Regions from separate parts of the Mus musculus genome. Here region 2 is linked to region 1. The links are chromatin contacts, called in public HiChIP or PLAC-seq maps. All regions are on one chromosome and are shown on one strand. The core of a region is the stretch at or near the end of the contact, and the rest is flanking DNA. Distances in the headings are between cores, read along the strand shown.

Region 1 (5,520 bases), core at 287-2,786:
AATAAAATGAAATAAAATAAAAAGCAAACACATAATAAGATTAAGTATTAAAAATAGAACTTAAAAAGTTTAAGATATGCATGTTACCAACAGAGACCATAGGTCTAGGTCAGCCACATAATTTTATTTTCTCCATGATGACAACATCCCTATGTTGTACAGCCATAGGATTCCATACTATCCTGATATCTGGGAGGGGCTCTATCAGCTCCTTCACAGTTTTGCCCATCAAACCTAGGAAAATAGCACTTAAGAAATTATAGCCACGGACCTAGGTCTAAGTCAACATTTCGTTAGATGTTGTACACCTTCAGGAGTCAGAGAATGTCAATAGATATCCTGCTCCATTACTCTGTAATTTATTCTCCATTTAGAGTCACTCACTGAAACTAAAGCCTAGATGAAATCCAGAAAAAAAAAACAAAAAAACAAAAAACAAAAAACAAAAAACAAACAAACAAAAAAAAACAAGACATCCTTCCGTATCTGACCTCTGGCCGGAGCAGAGCTGGAATTTCAAGCCTGTGTACAGCCACGCCTGGCTTTTGTCATGGCTTCTAGTGATTCAAGCTCAGGTCCCCATCTTTTACCCACTGAGCCACATTCCCTGTTCTGGGACCTATTCCTGAAGAAGAGAGGAAGCAGTAACAGAGACCATCACACAGAAGCAGGATGCAGTCAGAGAGCTCTGCATTAGGTCGACAGCCTTCTGAAGGCTTCGGGTCACAGCAGCAGTTTGTCTGTTCCCACAAAACTCAGGGTTTTCTGTAGGCCACTGAAGTAAATTCTTAAGCTGAGATTAGGTGAGCAGATCGTAAAACTTAACCCCTAACTGAGAATGCAGACCGTTCCCAAGATGATGCAAGGACAGTGCCAGAAGGCATTCGATGACGTCTGTTCAGGCAGACAGACGGCAGACGCCTAGGTAAGAGATAGCAACCAGGAAGTATGGATTGCTCGAAAAGCCGAAGCCCGGAGAGCTTTGGGGTGGAAGGCTTTTCCGTCAGGCAGCCCTAGTTACATAAACACGATCTACTGCCTACACGGTAGCAGCCTTGTGTGGGCTGTGCAGGGTTGAAGTGATGGGGAGACCCGATGCTTTCGCAGGATGAGTCTGAGTCAGTTCCATTGCTCCCTTTAGTGGAGCACAGGCTGGTGAGTCACATATCTTTTTACAGAGATGGCAGAGATGCTGAGGGGCAGAAAAATCCCCCTGCTACGGCCAAGCTCTTTCCCATTTGCCTGTCTACCTACATTCCATGTGGTTTCCATGGCCGTCTAAATGCCAGGCAGTCCAAGGCAGTGATTTTTTTTCCTAAGTCCCAAGTGGACTGGCATAGGAGCCCACAGGTAACTGTCTGTATTAGTCAGGGTTCTCTAGAGTCACAGAACTTATAGGTAGTCTCTATATAGTAAGGGAATTTGTTGATAACTTACAGTCTGTAGTCCAACTCCTCAACAGTGGTCAGCAGCAGCTGTGAATGGAAGTCCAAGGATCTAGCAGTTGCTCAGTCTCACAAGGCAAGCAGGAGAAGAAGAGGGCGTCTTCCTCCTTTCTACTTCCTTATGTAGGTCTCTAGCAGTAGGTGTGGCCTGGATAAAAGGGGTGTGCCACCAAGCCTGGATCTGGGTCTTGCTTTTGTTCCAGATGAACTCAGAGATCCCCTTGCCTTAGTTGCCTGGGATTCACAGCCACTATGCCTCAGGATCTCTACGCCAAGATCCAGATAAGAAAGCCTCAAGGTATGGACTACAGGTCAGCCTTCCATCTGGATTGCAGTTCATTTCATATATAGTCAAGTTTACAACTGGGAATAGCCACTACACTGTCACTCAAATGCCTTTAGCTCATGCTTATGTCGATCCTGTGAATATCTGCTTCACTGTGAGACACCAAAGTCTGACACAAACAATCCAAAAGAAAAGTTGCCCTACTGGTTAGGCTACTGGGGACAGAGGATCTTTATCTACTCTAGGTCCATCCCAACAGAATCATCACCTGTCTTCATACCTTAGGGGCTTTGCCAGAAAGGTCCTGCTTTCTGTCCCTGCTCCCAACTCCACAGCCACAATATACTTTCTTCCCATTCCTTTACAAAACAGTAATGACAACCATTTGTATTGAGGTGACCCCTAATTCTAAGAGGTGGGGGGGCTTGAGGCATCCCACATGAGCAAAGGAGCCCTGGGAGGGTTGATGGTCCTTGGAGCAATCCCATCCCCCCAGGTTGCACTTTAACCTAATTTTCCTACACTCTGCATTCTCACAGGGGCAGTAAGTCAGCTTCTCTGAGCCAGAAGGGCTCCCCACTGGGTCTTGCAGATAAGAGCAGTCTCTAAGTCCCCTCTTCCTGTCCTAGCCTGTCCCTCCAATCTGAGCTCCTGCCTGCCCATTTAGCCCCCTCCCCTCCCCTCCCCAGTGCACTACCTGAGTTCTCTCCAGAGAAACTGTTCAATCCAAAGGACAGCTTGTATACTTTCCATCTTTGAAGTCCACCAAGATTATATCACACACACACTTCAAGGGGCAGTGATACAGCATAAAGGAGGCTCCCCAGGGCATGACCATGGTGAACTCAGGCTTTTTCAGCTGACTAGAAAGTTTTTTTCATGTCCTGTCCAGCTGGATTTTTCCAGCTTGGATCATGTAGGAACAAAATGGGATACGTGGCTGACTATGCCCCCTTCCCACTGCTACCTTGATCACAGGCTCTGCCTGGATGAGGACCGAAGGACAAGCACTGGAGCAGAGGTAGTGAGGGCAGAAGCCATATTCTGCTGCTGCTTGACACTGTCAGGCAGGGTGATTTCCTAAGTACAGTTCTGCAATAGAAGCCTCCCTAGCAGAGACAAGAAGCTGAGGAAGGGGAAGAAAGATGGCTATTGTATCACTCTCCCAGAAAAACGACTGTGATTTTCAAGAGAATAGCTGGGACTGCTCTCTGAAGATCACCACAGCCTAGCTTGGTGAGTGCTGATGTTCTCTCTCTGGAAGAAGGGGTTAGGGATGACAATGGGACCCTCACCTGAGTACCCAACTGCCCCTGTGAACTCATTAAAGGCAATCTTGCTCCTCTAATTTCAGGCAACAATTAGATCTCTTGGCAGGCCTGGACTGTAGAGGTGAGAAACGATGAGAGGGGAAACTAGAAGAGGACACTCCAAGTATACATCCATAGTGGTGGGGGCAGGAATGTGATGGCAGGGTTCATGCATTCTACCCTTGTTACCTGATTCAAAGGGGGCTCCCTGGGTGACCTCTGGATAACTTTCCTGTGGTGGTTTCAATGAGAATGACCCCCAGAGGCAAAGACTATTATAAAGATTTTCTTATAATCAAACAGTCCACAGGCAGAGAGCAACAATGGGCCTCAACAAGACCAGTGTCTCCAAGTTATCCCCCCAGCAAACGTGTACCCCAGGTTACAAGTCCACCCCCTGCCTAAAGACAACCAATGCAGAGAGCAGCAGAAATTAAGTTTATAATATGACTCCCATCACCAGGCAATAATGTTGAAGGCTAAAGTTGCTCTCCAATTAGATGCTTGCACACATACACCCTGCTTGTTGTTTACTATAAAGTCTTGCCCTGATAGATATTTGGGGCTCCACCACCACCAAAACCATCCTGTGTGATGGTGGTGTGTTGCGGGGGAGGGTGAGATAGGTTGAATGGAATAAAGACCCTGCTGTGAGTTGCATCAGATTGGCACCTATCTGTTTTGGGGGTAGGGGTGGGGGGATCACAAACAATCCCTGGCACAACATTTTGGTGCATTGGCCAGGAAGCTCCCCATGACGCACAGGACTACTATCTGGAGGGTTTTGAAGCTGGCACAACTTGTCTAGGCATTTGTGGGGACATTTTGTTGTTGTTGTTTTATTTTGTTTTTTTGTTTGTTTGTTTGTTTTTTCAAGGCAGGGTTTCTCTGTACAGTCCTGGCTGTCCTGGAACTCACTCTGTAGACCAGGCTGGCCTCAAAGTCAGAAATCAACCTGCCTCTGCCTCCCAAGTGCTGGGATTAAAGGCGTACACCAACACTGCCTGGCTGTATTTGTGTTTTTATGTTTGGAACACTGTGTTAATCTTCCTGCCTTTTCCGTCTGAGAGCTGAAGTATCTGAGCTTTCTGTGTGAGATCTGCACAGCAGAATGGAAGCAAGCTTGTGTAAGATAAATGTGGAACACTTCCAGCTGTCCTGAGATGATTTATTTGTGTGGAACCTGGTGGCTTGTGTTGCCATGGTAATTCTTCTAGGTTTGTGCTGCACTGAGAAATCTGTCTGTCAGAAGCTTTCTATGTTGCCTGAGAAGGTGAGTACTTGCACAGTGGCACAAAACCTTGTGATTTGTGTGGCGGCTAATTTGTCTGAATGTTAGAAGCTTTCTGTGAGACCTACAGGTAGAAACAAAAACTTGTGTAAAGATAAATGACTTATGTTACCATGGTAAATTTTCCAGGTCTGAGTAAACATCTGTGAAGTACTGAAGGTTGTCATGTGTGTGAGCGCCACCTGCTGGTACATTCCTGTTACTACAGACTGTATTTTTTCTGGTTTTGTTTTTTGGCTGCTGGCTGTCTCTGCTCACAGATTAACTAGCACCACACCCATCTTCTGTGACTGCCACCCTCTGGTTTGTTCCTGTTACTACAGACTGTATTTTTTCTGGTTTTGTTTTTTGGCTGCTGGCTATCTCTGTTCACAGATTGACTAGTGCCACATCCATATTCTGTGACTGCCACCTTCTGGTTCATTCCTGTTATTACAGACTGTATTTTTCTGGTTTTTTTTTGTTGTTGTTGTTGTTGTTGTTGCTGGCTGTCTCTGTTCACAGACTGACTATCACCACACCCGTCTTCTGTGACCACCACATTCTGGTTGGTTCTTGTTACTACAGACTCTATTTTTCTGGTTTTGTTTTTTGGCTGCTGGCTGTCTCTGTTCACAGATGGAGTGGTACCACACTAGTCTTCTGTGACCACCAACTTCTGGTTCGTTCCTCTTACTACAGACTGTATTTTTTTACATGTCATTGTTACTAAAGGCTGTATTTTTTTCTAGTTTAGGTTGATTTTTGTTTCTAGTTGTGCCTTTTTCTGTTCTCTGATTCTAAACAGCCTCACATCATTCTGGGTACAAGGCCTTGAATTTGTTTTGGTGGCCAGTTTCGATTAGGATAGACATATCTGGGAACCATGGCTACAGAGGGGGCAGGAGACATACCGAGCCTCAGTTTGCATGGATATCAGCTTGAGGAGCAGCGGTATCTACCCAACTGGGAACAGGGTTTTGATTTCGTATGTATCCAGTTTCAGCTAGGATAGACATATCTGGAAGCTGTGGCTAAGGTGGGGCCAGGAGACAGCATGAGTCTGGGGTGGGCATGGGCTCAGGGGAGCCATGAGAAAAACACCAATCTAATTCTTTTCTGTGGGTGTGCGCCATTTTCTGGTATTTCTCATTTCTGCCTGACAGACAGAAAATGTTGGACTTATGTTTTGGGTGTTATAGGGAGGTC
Region 2 (5,683 bases), core at 2,410-4,909, 610 kb after region 1:
AGTGTCCCTGTTTCACATAGGACAAGGGAGCAGTAGCATTGGCGGGGACTGCAAAACCTCCTCCAACTTTCTGGTCCAGAGGCAGTGCAGTTTTTCCTGTGATTCTGTATTCTGACAAGAGTTTTAAGGGTCTTCTTTGCCTTTACAAGCTCAATTTTAGTTATTTTGACTGCTTAATATGAGACCTAGGGTCACTCTCTGTTGTCCTGGCTGGCCTTAGTTGATTGGCAATAAAACCTAGGATGGCCTCAAAGTCAGAAATCTGCCTGCCTCTGCCTCTGGAGTGCTATATCTAAAGGCATGTATCACTGCACCTAGCCTTTTATTTTACCTTTTATTGTTTCTCTTATAACAAAACTAGCCTCAGGCTGGAGAGATAGCTCAGAGGTTAAGATCACTGACTGTTCTTCCAGAGGTCCTGAGTTCAATTCCCAGCAACCACATGGTGGCTCACAACCATCTGTAATGGGATCTGATGCTGTCTTCTGGTCTGCAGGTGTACATGCAGGCAGAACGCTGTATATAAAATGAATAAATAAATATTTAGAAAAGAGTAGGCTCTGTTCTTAGTGGGGCAATGGTTATATGAGAAAATGAAATATCTCAAATCCTACCACACAGAGAAAACCATTATTTCTTATAGCTCTATGTAGTTGCATGGTTTTCCTTGTGTGTATACTCTATATGCTGATTCTGTTTTCAAAAATGGACTGATACTGGATCTGTGGTTCTGCAAACTGTTATCTTTATTATTTTACAGTATACCATGAACATCTCTTCCATGCACATGGGTGAAAGTCCTTTACTAAAAGACATAGTGCTGTCTGCTGGTAACAGGAGTGACACCTAAAGGAAAATCTCGGCACAAGGTTAAAGCACAAAGCCTGGCAAAAGCCTGCCAGGGAAAGCAGGGCTGGTAATATTTCCCATCAGAGAATCCAGAAGGAAAGGCTGAAGGCATTAAACAAATGGAGCATCTTCTAAGTCCTTCTGGCCCCTGCCTCCGCCGCCCCTCACCCCCCTGACTCCCCGCTGGCCCCTGGGGACTAAAGCATCCTGTGCATCTCTTGGCACCCAGTGAAAACCACCCATTTTCTGCCTCTTCCTCAGCTCTTCCTGAGCCCTAGTCATATCTGCGCACTCTCTCATCATCTCCTCGCTGCTTACATGCCTGTCCTGTAAGTCCTCCTGGGAGTTCTTGGGAGAATCATCTGTCCCCCTATCTGTTTTTCGTTTTGCTTTCCGGGGCACATAATCTTCAGCAGGGCGCTTTTCTGCAGCCCGCGCCTCGCTGGCTGACTTTGCCTGGGAATCGGGCTTGCTCTCCCCTTGGCGCTTGCCCTCCCCGTCAGACTTTCCCTGCTTCTCGGGCTTCCCCTCACCTTTCTGCTGTGCCTGCTCACCTGGCCCTCCCTCCACCTCTAGCTTGCCCTGGCGTGCTGGCTTCCCCTCTGCATCTGACTTGTCTTCATCTGCTTTTCCTCCCTCTTCTGTACTTCCTTCGTCTTCTGCCCTTCCCTTGTTTTCTGGCTTTCCTTCATTTTCTTTGTAGAACTTTTCCATGGTGCAATTAGTCTTTGTTGCCTGTCCTAGAAGACAAAGAAAAGAACGCTAAGGGCACAAGGTTTCAATAGTTGCTTTCCTTCTCTCATGGTTTTCCCAAACTACCTTAATCTACCTTCCAGGTGCACTCTTACCCTTAGATTCCTTTCCCCACAGACTTACATGAACCAACCTTGCAGGAAATGTCAAAGGTGTTTCTCCTTACCATTAAAGACATGTGCTAAGAAACGGAGAATAATGGTGTCTCAACTTTGTTCTGGCTCTGCTGTGTAGTTTCAACTTACAAAGAACAACAGGAATTGATGGAGTATTTTCATTTTTTCTTATCCTTGCATTTATAAAACTTATTTTAAAAGCATATGCAGATTTTAGGGGGTGAGGCTCTGATAGCCTCAGAGAGTATGATGAATGCCACCCTTTCTCCTCCCCTACGTAGCCTCCATGTTGGCATCGCCAGCTGCAAAGGATCAAATTCCCTCAGGACTGTGCAATGTGTCTTGAGATTGTAATGAGGAGGATTGGAGGGAAGAGGTGAGCAGTGGCCGCTCCATCTTTTGCTCTAATTCCAGGGTGGAGCACATCCCTTCTCTCACTAACCTGCACTGATGCTGCAGGTCTTCTGTTTCCTTGGCTGGGTTGCTGCCCACAGCCACAGACTTGAAGACCTGTGGGGAGATGGGAATCAGGTGGTGAAGGATTAGAAGTCGAAAATGACTAACAGGCAGGACCAAGAATCTTCGTCCAAACTTTCCCAGTTTCTCCCTCTCAGTCCATCGTCCTTTCTCTGTGTTCTCTGATTTTCTTCCATGTGTTTCCCTCAACAGTTTACCTTTTTTTCTAGTCCTAAGGCTGCAGAAAAGAAAACTGTTTCCCTGTGTCTGATTTCCCTGCACAAATCTGCTCTCACTTCACCGAAATGAGTATAGCTCAGGAGTTTGAAAGTCAGAAGTCAGGTCTTGCTGTCCTCAGATCTCTGTACCAGGACCCCCTACCCAACCCCCACCCCTAGGGGCCCTTGATAATAGCTGAGTACTTTTCTGAAAACGGAGATAGAGGAAGCAGGAGAAGGCAGGGCAGATATAACTACAGCACTGCATTCACTCCTTCCTCCACACAAACCCAGAAAAAAACCCACCCAGCTTTCTACAGTGAAAGGGACAAATTATTTCTGAACCCATTTTGGGTTTTTAATACCTGCTGTGGAATCCCTCCGAGTTGGGGAGTCACTCCCTAATTAGGAGCTGAGCCTCCTACTAAACCTGTTTCTCTCCTCTGCAGCAACCCCCACTCTTGGTCACCTCGGCCTACCATTTTGGGATCCAAATTGGTTGGGGGGGGTGGAGAAGGGAAAAGGAGAAAAAAAAAAAAGAAAAAGAAAGAGAAAAAGAAAAGGGAAAGGAAAGGAAAAGGAGCCTTGGCTTGGACAGTTCACCTTTCTCAACCTGGAGTCAGGACCCCTGCCCCTCTCCTCCTACCTAAAAGGGATTAGGCCATCACCACCCCCACTCCCTCCGCTGTCCCCTCCCCCACCCTCCTCCTCTATAAGGCAATGTAGCTCAATCACTGTTCCCATGACATCTCTATTGGTATTCTGTACCCCTGTTCTCCTTCCAGTGACCCCGTCCCCCATCCCCATCCATTTCCTGCAGCAAGTCGGTGAGCATCTGGAAAGGACTCCAGGATCTGTTTGGAATCAGCTCTGGTCTTAGCCTGCTGTCATTCCTACCCAGCGCTCTGCAGGCACTGAAGGATTTGTAGTTATCCCTGGGAAATGACTCCTTCTCACATTTCCTTCTGCCATTAGCCCACAGTTCTCCGAGAATATCAGAGCGGCTACCCCCAACACTCACACAATCTTCTTCGCCAAAATGAATGGGGGTGGGAAGGAGGCGGTATCTGAAAAGCAGACAGAGTCCTCTCTGCTCGGTAGCCTCTGTCCATTACCACCCCTCCCTCAGGAATCCCTGGCTTGTACCAACCTGCCGGGCTATAGGGCAGTTGCCCCCCCTCTGTCGTTCAGTTTCAAGTCTGCCTTCCTCCACGGAGATAAGGAGCTGGTAGCTGGTACCTGGAAGAGAGAGACTTCTGCATACGTCTGCTCCTGATCACGTGACAGGAACGTCACCAGTGGGCTCAGGTCCCTTAGTTCCCCTCCCAAGCACAAGAAAGTGCGTCAGGAGCCAGCCTACTTTCCCCCTCACTACCCCCACCACTTTCTGTCCCTTCCCCCACAGCATGAGGCCTTGTCATTCATTTTGTTACTTGCAAATTCCAGAGGTCAAATATGGTTCGTGATGTGTGTTTAGTCCTGTGTGCTCATTAGGGAGAGGCTGCATCTTTTCCTAATACCGTTTCCTGTTAAGATCTCAGAGGACTTGGGGACCGCTTTATCGTTTTTTTAAAAAGGGCAAATCATATACTTCTTCAATCCACTTCATCTCTTAGCCACCGATGTTCATTCTACACATGGTCTACACCTGCACATAAAGGGTAGGGTCAGATCATTTGGAAGTGAAGCAAGCTGTGGAAATGGAGATTTTCTTTTCTTTTTAATAGTTTCTTTTTTAAAAAAAAACTTCATTTATTCTACTGAACATGTGTTATTCTTATGAGCACAAAACTATTTCATTTAAAATAAAGTGTTTAAAATAAGGGAAAAGATCGGTCTCCAATTTTTCTACTCTGAAGACCTGTCACACTTGTACTTGAATTGGCTACTTACAAAATACCAAATGTTCTCAAACAATTGTTGAACGATAGGTAGAAAACTAATGATTAACAAAATACCAGTTTCGAACATTGGACTGTGGCTATCTCACTCACCCTGAGGAAGGGAAAGAGCTATGTAACCCAGGTGATGCAGAACGTTTGTATCATCCATACTTTGGGAAGAGAAGAGGAAGCCCTGGTTCCCTCCCCCGCCCATGTTTCAGAGCCTCTCCTCTTTTTCTGCATTTGGACACCCGAATGTGTTGACCTTTTCAAAAACCTACATAGTAGGTGACACAGGTAGTCAATTTAATAAATGCTTTTTAACACATTTCTCTCTCTCCTCCAGAGTCCCACCAGAAGAAATCAGCTCCAGCATAGAAGAAAGGAAAATCAGATCTCCTCTATCCTCTTGCAACTTTGGGTTTCAGGAAGCCTGAAGAAGTAATTAGTGCAAGGAGAGCCCTTAGACCTGTTTCCTTCCTGACGTTATTCACAAACCTTGGCAGAAGGAAGCTTCCCTAGACACGGCCTTCTCCCTTCTATATTACTTGGACAGTATGGCTTGCAAGGTCTTTCAACTTGGCCACCTTCACCACCAAGGCATCCAAGAAATGCCTACCCATTCTTCAAGGTTTCTGACTATAATCCATACTCATCTTTTGGTACCTTCTGACTTGGTATTTGACATGCTGATTATACTGGTTGATCTAGACCATGTGTTCTGACCTGACCACCCAGGATAATATTGAAGGGATATATGTGCAGGAATTATTGGGCTATATAGACTCTGTAGGATGATCTATGTCATAGGAACTTAAAAATAACTCTGATACATAAGCAGGACATAATGAGGAAGCAGGAAGTATGAGCTTGAGAAAAGAAAAGACACTATGCATGAATGTAATTGAGAGGAGAAACAGATACTCAGTCCTTGAGTTCAAGCATTTTCTTTTCTTTTTTAAGTTTAATTAATTTTTTTACTTGTTCATTTTATATCCCACTCACTCCTCCCCCCTTTTCCCTCCCCTTCTCCTCTCAGCTGGAAGGGCCCCCCTAGGTATCCCTCCACCCTGGCACTTCAAATCTCTGTGAGGCTAGGTGCTTCCTCTCACTCTGAGGCCAGACAAGGCAGCCTGGCTACTAGAACATATCCCACAGACAGGCAACAGCTTTTGGGATAGGCCCCATCCCAGTTGTTCGGAACCCATATGAAGGCCAAACTGCACGTCTGCTATGTATGTGCTGGGAGTACTAGGTCTAGCCCGTTATGATCTTTGGTTGGTGGTTCAGACTCTGAGAGCCCCAAGAGTCCAGGTTAGTTGACTCTGTTGGTCTTCCTGTGGAGTTCCTATCCCCTTTAGGCAGCAATCTTTCCTCCTATTCTTCCACAACAGTCCCCAAGCTCCAT

What was found. HiChIP or PLAC-seq counts read pairs in DNA pulled down with a chosen protein or histone mark.
Region 2: a contact with region 1 is called in an H3K27ac HiChIP or PLAC-seq map of extraembryonic endoderm stem cells, with 4 times the contacts expected there. The contact joins the promoter of Tceal5 here to the promoter of Nxf7 in region 1. A contact is called at or near these places in 5 of 39 promoter capture datasets (hippocampal neurons, liver, pre-B cells and 1 more) and 1 of 115 datasets of contacts at active chromatin or transcription factors (extraembryonic endoderm stem cells).

Annotation. Positions count from the first base shown.
Region 1 is chrX:135,597,241-135,602,760 of GRCm38.p6, forward strand. It overlaps Nxf7 (nuclear RNA export factor 7), which reads right to left and starts at 1,537. Exons shown (of 23, transcript NM_130888.2): 1 at 1,438-1,537.
Region 2 is chrX:136,200,225-136,205,907 of GRCm38.p6, forward strand. It overlaps Tceal5 (transcription elongation factor A (SII)-like 5), which reads right to left and starts at 3,660. Exons shown (of 3, transcript NM_177919.3): 1 at 3,543-3,660; 2 at 2,161-2,228; 3 at 724-1,589. The coding sequence starts at 1,563. The coding sequence ends at 961. It overlaps Gm41901 (a long non-coding RNA gene), which reads right to left and starts at 428. Exons shown (of 4, transcript XR_003953081.1): 1 at 1-428.